2 separate regions of the Hermetia illucens genome follow, and region 1 is linked to region 2. Evidence: chromatin contacts called from public Hi-C data. All regions are on one chromosome and are shown on one strand. Each heading gives the region's core, a stretch centred on a gene start, on an enhancer-like site or on the middle of the called end of the contact. The rest is flanking DNA. Distances are from core to core; before and after follow the strand shown. Region 1 holds the start of LOC119658025 (E3 ubiquitin-protein ligase znrf2). Region 2 holds the start of LOC119656642 (protein virilizer).

Evidence for each region. Hi-C and Micro-C count contacts between places; a contact is called where the count stands out from the background.
Region 1: a Hi-C map of an unstated tissue shows a contact between it and region 2, with 5 times the contacts expected there. The contact joins the promoter of LOC119658025 here to the promoter of LOC119656642 in region 2. A contact is called at or near these places in 2 of 2 Hi-C or Micro-C datasets (an unstated tissue and whole body).

Annotation. Positions count from the first base shown.
Region 1 is chr5:25,054,956-25,058,106 of iHerIll2.2.curated.20191125, reverse strand. LOC119658025 (E3 ubiquitin-protein ligase znrf2) reads left to right here and starts at 1,259. Exons shown (of 4, transcript XM_038065257.1): 1 at 1,259-3,151. The coding sequence starts at 2,724.
Region 2 is chr5:24,766,438-24,769,961 of iHerIll2.2.curated.20191125, reverse strand. It overlaps LOC119656642 (protein virilizer), which reads left to right and starts at 2,189. Exons shown (of 5, transcript XM_038063090.1): 1 at 2,189-2,317. The coding sequence starts at 2,252. It overlaps LOC119656643 (F-box/LRR-repeat protein 4), which reads right to left and starts at 2,070. Exons shown (of 11, transcript XM_038063091.1): 1 at 1,476-2,070. The coding sequence starts at 1,757.

The sequences.
Region 1 (3,151 bases), core at 10-2,509, 290 kb before region 2:
TATTACTCGGTATGCAGTATTCGTCCATTCCGTTGTTAGCTTAAATTCATCGTCTAACCAGCCGTTCCGACTTTTCTTGCGATTGGGGCCAAGTATCTTTCTGACGGTATCAATGATAACACTCTTCAGGTGATTGTAAAGATCTTTTGTTGATGTTTCATCTTCAGGACATTTGTTATCTGCGGTTATTGCGGGATCCATCCCTCCTTTATAGGTGTTACGGAGGGCTTTGCTGTGCTAAAGTATTCACTTTCACCTGATTGTCAGAGGGGATTCTGGGTGGCGTTGTTATTTGAGCCCGGAGCACCATGCTAGCGAGATAGTGATCCGTGTCTATATTGGCCCTCCTATGTGTTCTCCCATTCATCAAGGCTAAGAGTTGGCGGCGTTCGATCAACACATGGTCAATTTGGTTGAAGGTGATCCCGTTTGGAGAGGCCCACGTATGTTTGTGGACCGCTTTCCGCGCAAATCAGGTACTTCCAACAACCGTTTCGTGCGATACTGCTAACTGAATAATTCGCAGTCAGTTATCATTGGTATCCTTATGTAAGTTATGGGAGCGAACGTATCGCCTGAATACGGGCTCTGTCCCTACTTGACTGTTAAAATCTCCAAGTATGATTTTGATATCATACTTGGGACAGGCCTCAAGGGTCCGCTCAACTGCCTCGTAGAAGATATCCTTCTCCGACTCTGCAGTCTCCTCTGTAGGGAAGCGGGCGTTTATTGAGCTTATTTCTAAATTTGGCTCGCAATCGCTTATGTTTTCAAAGCCGATAAAAGCAGATTTATTTTTTTTGGTTGACTAAGATACCTACTCCGAGCACATGATTTACTGGATGGCCACTATAATATATGGTGTAGTGGCTCTTCTCCAGGAAACTGGCCCCTGTCCAATGCCCATGTCTGTTAAAAGCTGATTGACTACTAAAAAAGTAAAAAGTAACAAACACTAAACTGTATGCTTTCGCGTAGATGAAATTCAAATTGCACGCCCCGAGACGATAGCTGCTTGCTTTATTATTGAATATATAAATCATAATCTCATATGAATAATAATGGAGTTTCATTTGGTAGTATTTTTGTCTGTCTATACTGAAAAAAATGGATAAGATGCACTAAAATCGATTTCTTACCCACTATTAAACTCAACGGTCAACCGTCACGCAAATATCCCTTGCCCTTTCGAGCCCTCATAGGAATTTCCCTTCGCCGGCAACAGTTCAATGCCTTTCCCAAACATTTGTCCACTGTCAAAGAGCTGTCACCTCGGATATCGGGCCATCGGCGCATTCACGACTTGCGAGTTTGAACTTTCCTTCGTCACCAGCAAACCAATATTTTCCTACCACCCTCGCAAAAATTCCATGTTCTTACGCATTGATTGTTGCGGAAGCGTGTGCATGTGTGCGTCTTATCCGTGTTGTGTAAATTATACATTTCTCGTCTTGTAGTCTCCCACCGGGTCGAAGGGAAGTTGCTCGAGTGTCTCAACCGATTCGACGGGCAAACATCGTTGCCCAGAGGAGCTCGGCGAAAAACAACGATAAACAAATTGCAGCCGCACCGTGGCCGTTTGGAATTGTCAAAACAAACCGAAAAGAGTGTAATTAGTGGCGGAGCGACAGCAATAGCGCCGCCGGCAACAAAGGCGACGTCGCCGACCAGTGCAAAGTGAGACGATGGAAGTGATAATTGTGAATCGCAGTGGGGTTGTATCGTGAGCATTTCAGCGAAATTAGATAACAAAACATCATCCCTGGGCCGAGACAGGAGGGTTGGACAGTCGCCCGGGCGCAGAGGTTGCGGGAAAGTGTCGTTCGTCGGAGTGACAGTGACAACAACAGGACAGGGGACAGTGCGAAAGTCGCACTTCCGTGGGGTCGTAGGCCTGTCAGAGTGTCAGAAAAGTGTTTTGGGAAAACTCCGCTCGCCGAGACTCGGTTGTCCAAGAGTTTCTGGGCTCAGCTGCTTCCTCGGACCACCGCGTAGTGCACCCCGTGAGTCGTGAAAATTGATAAGTGGAACGTATACGCAGCAGCCCCTCGTTATCAGTGTGCCCTCCAAATTGTTTGCGCCTACGATAAAATCCCCCAGTGCAAGCTGCTCTGGTTGCCGTTGAATAATATGCCAGTCATTGCTCGCTTGAACAACAATAATTGGCAATTTGTGGAGCGATACGCAGATCAGTGTCGTTGCGTCAGAGTCGTTTCGGGCTGAGTGTCGCAATTTGTATTGGAGGCATTGCGACGGTACTCGGTACCGCGCGGTGCAAGTATGTCGTGGATGCCCTTTATTGGGGTCGTCGCGGGTGCTCCCTTGCCGTTTCGCGGCAGCCGTTTATTGTGATTTAACGAGACTTTGCTTCGTCGTTTTGGGCCTTTTATTTCACCCCGTAATCCGTCATACAGGAGCAATCAGAGGAGAAAGAGATCCGAGTGTCGTTTATTGTGTTTTCATTGGAAGTCTGGAGCCTGCTCAGAACCGAGACAGCTGGGACGATCTAAGGCAGCTCTCAAACCTGCACTCATTCTCCCGAGCAGGCCAGCGCGCATAGTATCCGACCATTTGCAGAGAGAGCGCAATCGATTTTTAGCAATAACTTCTACAGCTGTTCTTCCGTGTTTGTTTCCATTGACGAGGTGTCTTTGGAAGTTGTTTTTTATTGAACATTTCATCGCGAAGCGTCCCGAGGACCGTAGAGGCGGCAGAAGCGCAGAATGGGTGCGAAAGCCAGTACAGCAAACAGCGGACACCAGAGTCCCCGAACACGAACCTTCTCCACCAGTTCGAGTACGGACGTTGTGTCGGCCGGTACGGCCCCCGGCTTCAATTTGTTGCGTGCTCTGCCCGGCGTGCACGTCCAACAGAACGACAGACAGCGCGCTCGAAGCCTATCCTCTGTTCCTGACTTGCAGGCGGCCAATAACAATAATAACAGCCATCATCATTCACATCACGGAAATCATGCAAGCGAAGGGATACCGATGCAACAAAGTTCCGCTGCGGTGGCCGGCCAAATGTACGGGGAACATTCGATTATGATGGGGGCTGAGGACGGAATCCTAGCTGGTGACGAGAGTAGTCAGGCTGTGGGAAATGCCGCTGCGGCGGCAGCAGCTGCCAATGCTGCGGCTGCAGCTGGTGC
Region 2 (3,524 bases), core at 940-3,439:
GATGTGTACAGATAAGCTTCTGCAAGCACATTTGCAAGTGGGGTCATTTTTGTAAGGGTACTGCCTATAGTAGATCTACTGTGCGCGGTACTACTCGATTACTAATGGATGTTATCATTAAATTATGGTTGACTCGAGTCCTATTTTTTGTCCTATTATCGACACAAAACACGTCAATTGGTCTTGGGACTAGCTTTGCAATCCCTTGTTCAATGAGGAATGATAATCCAAAAGTTTTTTTACCCAGCAAGAACAATTTGATAGGCAACTTCGTAAAACCAAATCTCAAGTGTTCACTTAGCACGTTTCGAACACGAGCATTCCTTCTTTGGCTGAGCCATTATCCCACCACCGACAGCATTGCATCTACTCGTAAAACATGTAATCAGAACTTCTTATGTAGCATCTTTGTCACATTATTTTTCAATTCCAGGGACTCTTCACTCAAAATTGCGAGCACTCAATCTAACCAACCTCTCTCTCCAAAAGACAATTTCCATCACGCCCCTCTAGCCAAAAACAAGCGTTACGAATGCATTTAGTAATATGCTATATGGTTCGATGTTTGTGTAAACAGCAACAAAAAAAGTTAATGATCGTTTTGGAAATGTTAGAAATTTTCCGTATTAACTTTGAAATCTTTAAATGAATTTGAGGTTTCTGTGGAAGTTAAAAGGAGGTGTTGAAGCGAGTTAAGTAGGAAAAAAGGAAATATGCAGCATACAAGAAAATAAGCTCTCATCCGCTCGTCACGGGACACTACAAAATGTCCGTTTCGAATTCCCTTTTTAGAGAGTATCTGAATCTCATCGGTATCTTGAGAATTCTTATGCAATAGTATTTTTTAGAGCATTGCCATTAAAAAAACAAATATCTTTTCTTTACTAAAAAAATAAACAGAGGCTGGCAGATACAAGAAAATTAATAAGGGGTCACAAAATTTCCTAAATTGACTTTTCATTCCGATCATTTTATGACGGACTTTTGCACCACCCTGCATTTAGCCGGATAAAAGCGAGATGATTAAAGGCACTCCGAGAAAGCCTGGGAGGGCTATGCTTCAGCTAGGATTAAACCTAAATGCCTAATTGGAATTATTGCTGCTGGCAGACTTAATTGCTTGCCTTTCCCTCAATGTAACATTTAACGTAGGTTGTAAATCACAGAAGCAAAACCAATACCAAAAATCCTTACAAAGCTCTAAAGCCACACAAATGTACTGTAATTGCATAAACAATGAACAATTCTACTTTGAGGCGACTCCTCCTCCCGTTGTCGCGGAAGCAAGTCCTCCAAATAGCCGACGCCAACCTAGTCCGAGGCGTAATTCGCCCTCGAAAACTAGAATACAACTTTGCCCTACATTGTCGTGTACACACAAACAATTGTCCACGAAACGTAAACATTCCACGCAACGACACAGCGCCAACCACCACAAAATCAATAGAGGGAGGACCCTCAACCTTGCCACTTACCATAGCAAACGTCTCGGGAAAGTCCCCGTAGTCTGGGTACTTGCAAGGCCTCCCCGTTATGTTTAGCGCCGTATAGGAAATACTGTAATCGCTACCGTACTGCGAACTGAAGTCCACCACATCCTGCGCGTATTGATCGATTAGCACGTCCGAGAAATAATTGTCGACATCAACGCCCGTCGTTGCACATTCGTGCAAATCAAAAACTTCCGCATAATCCGAGGAACTTGTCGTTGTGAGATCACTTGAGGATGAAGTCGACACGGACAAAGGTTCATTCATTTTCACGGATTCGCTTAGTTTTCCTCCACTGATTCCGCAACAGAATTAAATCGGAAATGAAATTCGTTTGGCGGAGGACAACGATTTTGCATTCGCGGAAGGAATTGAATTTTCGCACAAATTGCACGGATTTTGTTCGCGAACGCCAGCGCCGACGGAACGGACAATTGCAACCACCGTTACGGGGTTGATAATTCAATTAAGATTGCATCAGTTCGTACGGTTTAAGTCAATTAATAGAATACAAAACAGAAAAGGAGCTACCGCACATCCCGAGCCTGTGACAGTCTGTACAATTCTTTTGTTGATTTGACGTTGACGTATGAGAATGACTTTTCAAGTTGGGGAAGGAAACAATTCGTACCAATTTCAGAAGAAAAATGCAGTGACATTTACGATCAGCTGATTATACCAGTTGTATCACCCGACTTGAGAAGGGACATGGCCACACTTTCGTCAGTTTTCAAACGTCAACTTGTCAAACAGAAGTGGAAATGGCTGATGCGGACGATTTGGTGGAATTGCTGTTTTTCGATACATTTTCGCATGAAATACACGAGGTATGTACTAGTTTGGTTGTGTAGACAGCAGAGATCTCTCTGTTTTATTGATTTCCAAGTTGGTTCCGTTCTTAGGACCAAACCGAACATTTGTAACCTCAAAAATCCCGGTCAGATGCATAACTTCCAGCGGCGCTACCGATATTCGAGCATAGAATACTAGTTTGCATTATTTGCCTGAAAAAAACTTTATACACGGTTCAAGTGTGAAACTACGAAATAAGACGAAGTGTTCGTTCTTGTTGAAATTAAAGGTGAATTTGCGTTCGATTCGGGTCTGGTGGTGTCAAAGATAAGACGTGTCAACATAAACAAAACGAAATTGTTTACATTTGAACTATTTATGCAAGAGTTACATTTTTATCCACTTTGTATCCAAGGCATACTTCGCGGAAATGAGTTTTTACCTCGATCCACTTCCTTCCCAATGTGGCCAACAATCGGCGAATAAATACTATTCCTACGCGCGGTCATTTCTAGTTGACGACACACCGACAGATTGTGAAGCGATAATCTCTTAGCGAATCCTTGCAGTGTTAAACATTGTTCGAAACCAAGGCACAGCCACCCTTACTGAAACAAACACGCTTCGAATACTTACCTTACTGCCACCATCCAATCCGTTATGGGAATCGATGTTAGGTAGGATTCCGGCTTCAACATTTCAGTCATTGTACATTTGTAATCGCTCATAAAATTAAGAATCATCGCAGTCAACTAAGAGGGTCAAGACATCGCTGAAGACTTAAATGGGCCGTAAAACTCCGTCCGCAAATGCAACTCAGCTCAGTGTCCCGTCGGCACATGTTCTTATGACCGAAAACGCATGGGAAGGTGACTTTGAGTGCGCGGCCCAGACAGACATCGGATCCCTGTACTGCCTGGAGTACAAAGCTTTAATGGGCGCTTGGCTGTCGATGAGAGTAGCTATATTACGCTGGCAATACACTGGCGAATCCTGGGAGACCGTACGAATCGACTAGGCTGTGTGTATCGAAGAAAACCCCGCACCGACTCCTCGGATCATCTTTGATCCGTTGTTGAAGGAAAAATTCTACTTGCAACACGTTCCCGGTTTTCCACTCTGCCCTGGTTGAAATGTCCACAGTAAAGTTCCTCGTATAGCGTCGTCCGTTGCGTCCAGGGTCCCCTAGGTATTTCGTATAGGATGTAATTATGGCCGTAAGGCTTCGATGTCCAGCATCCG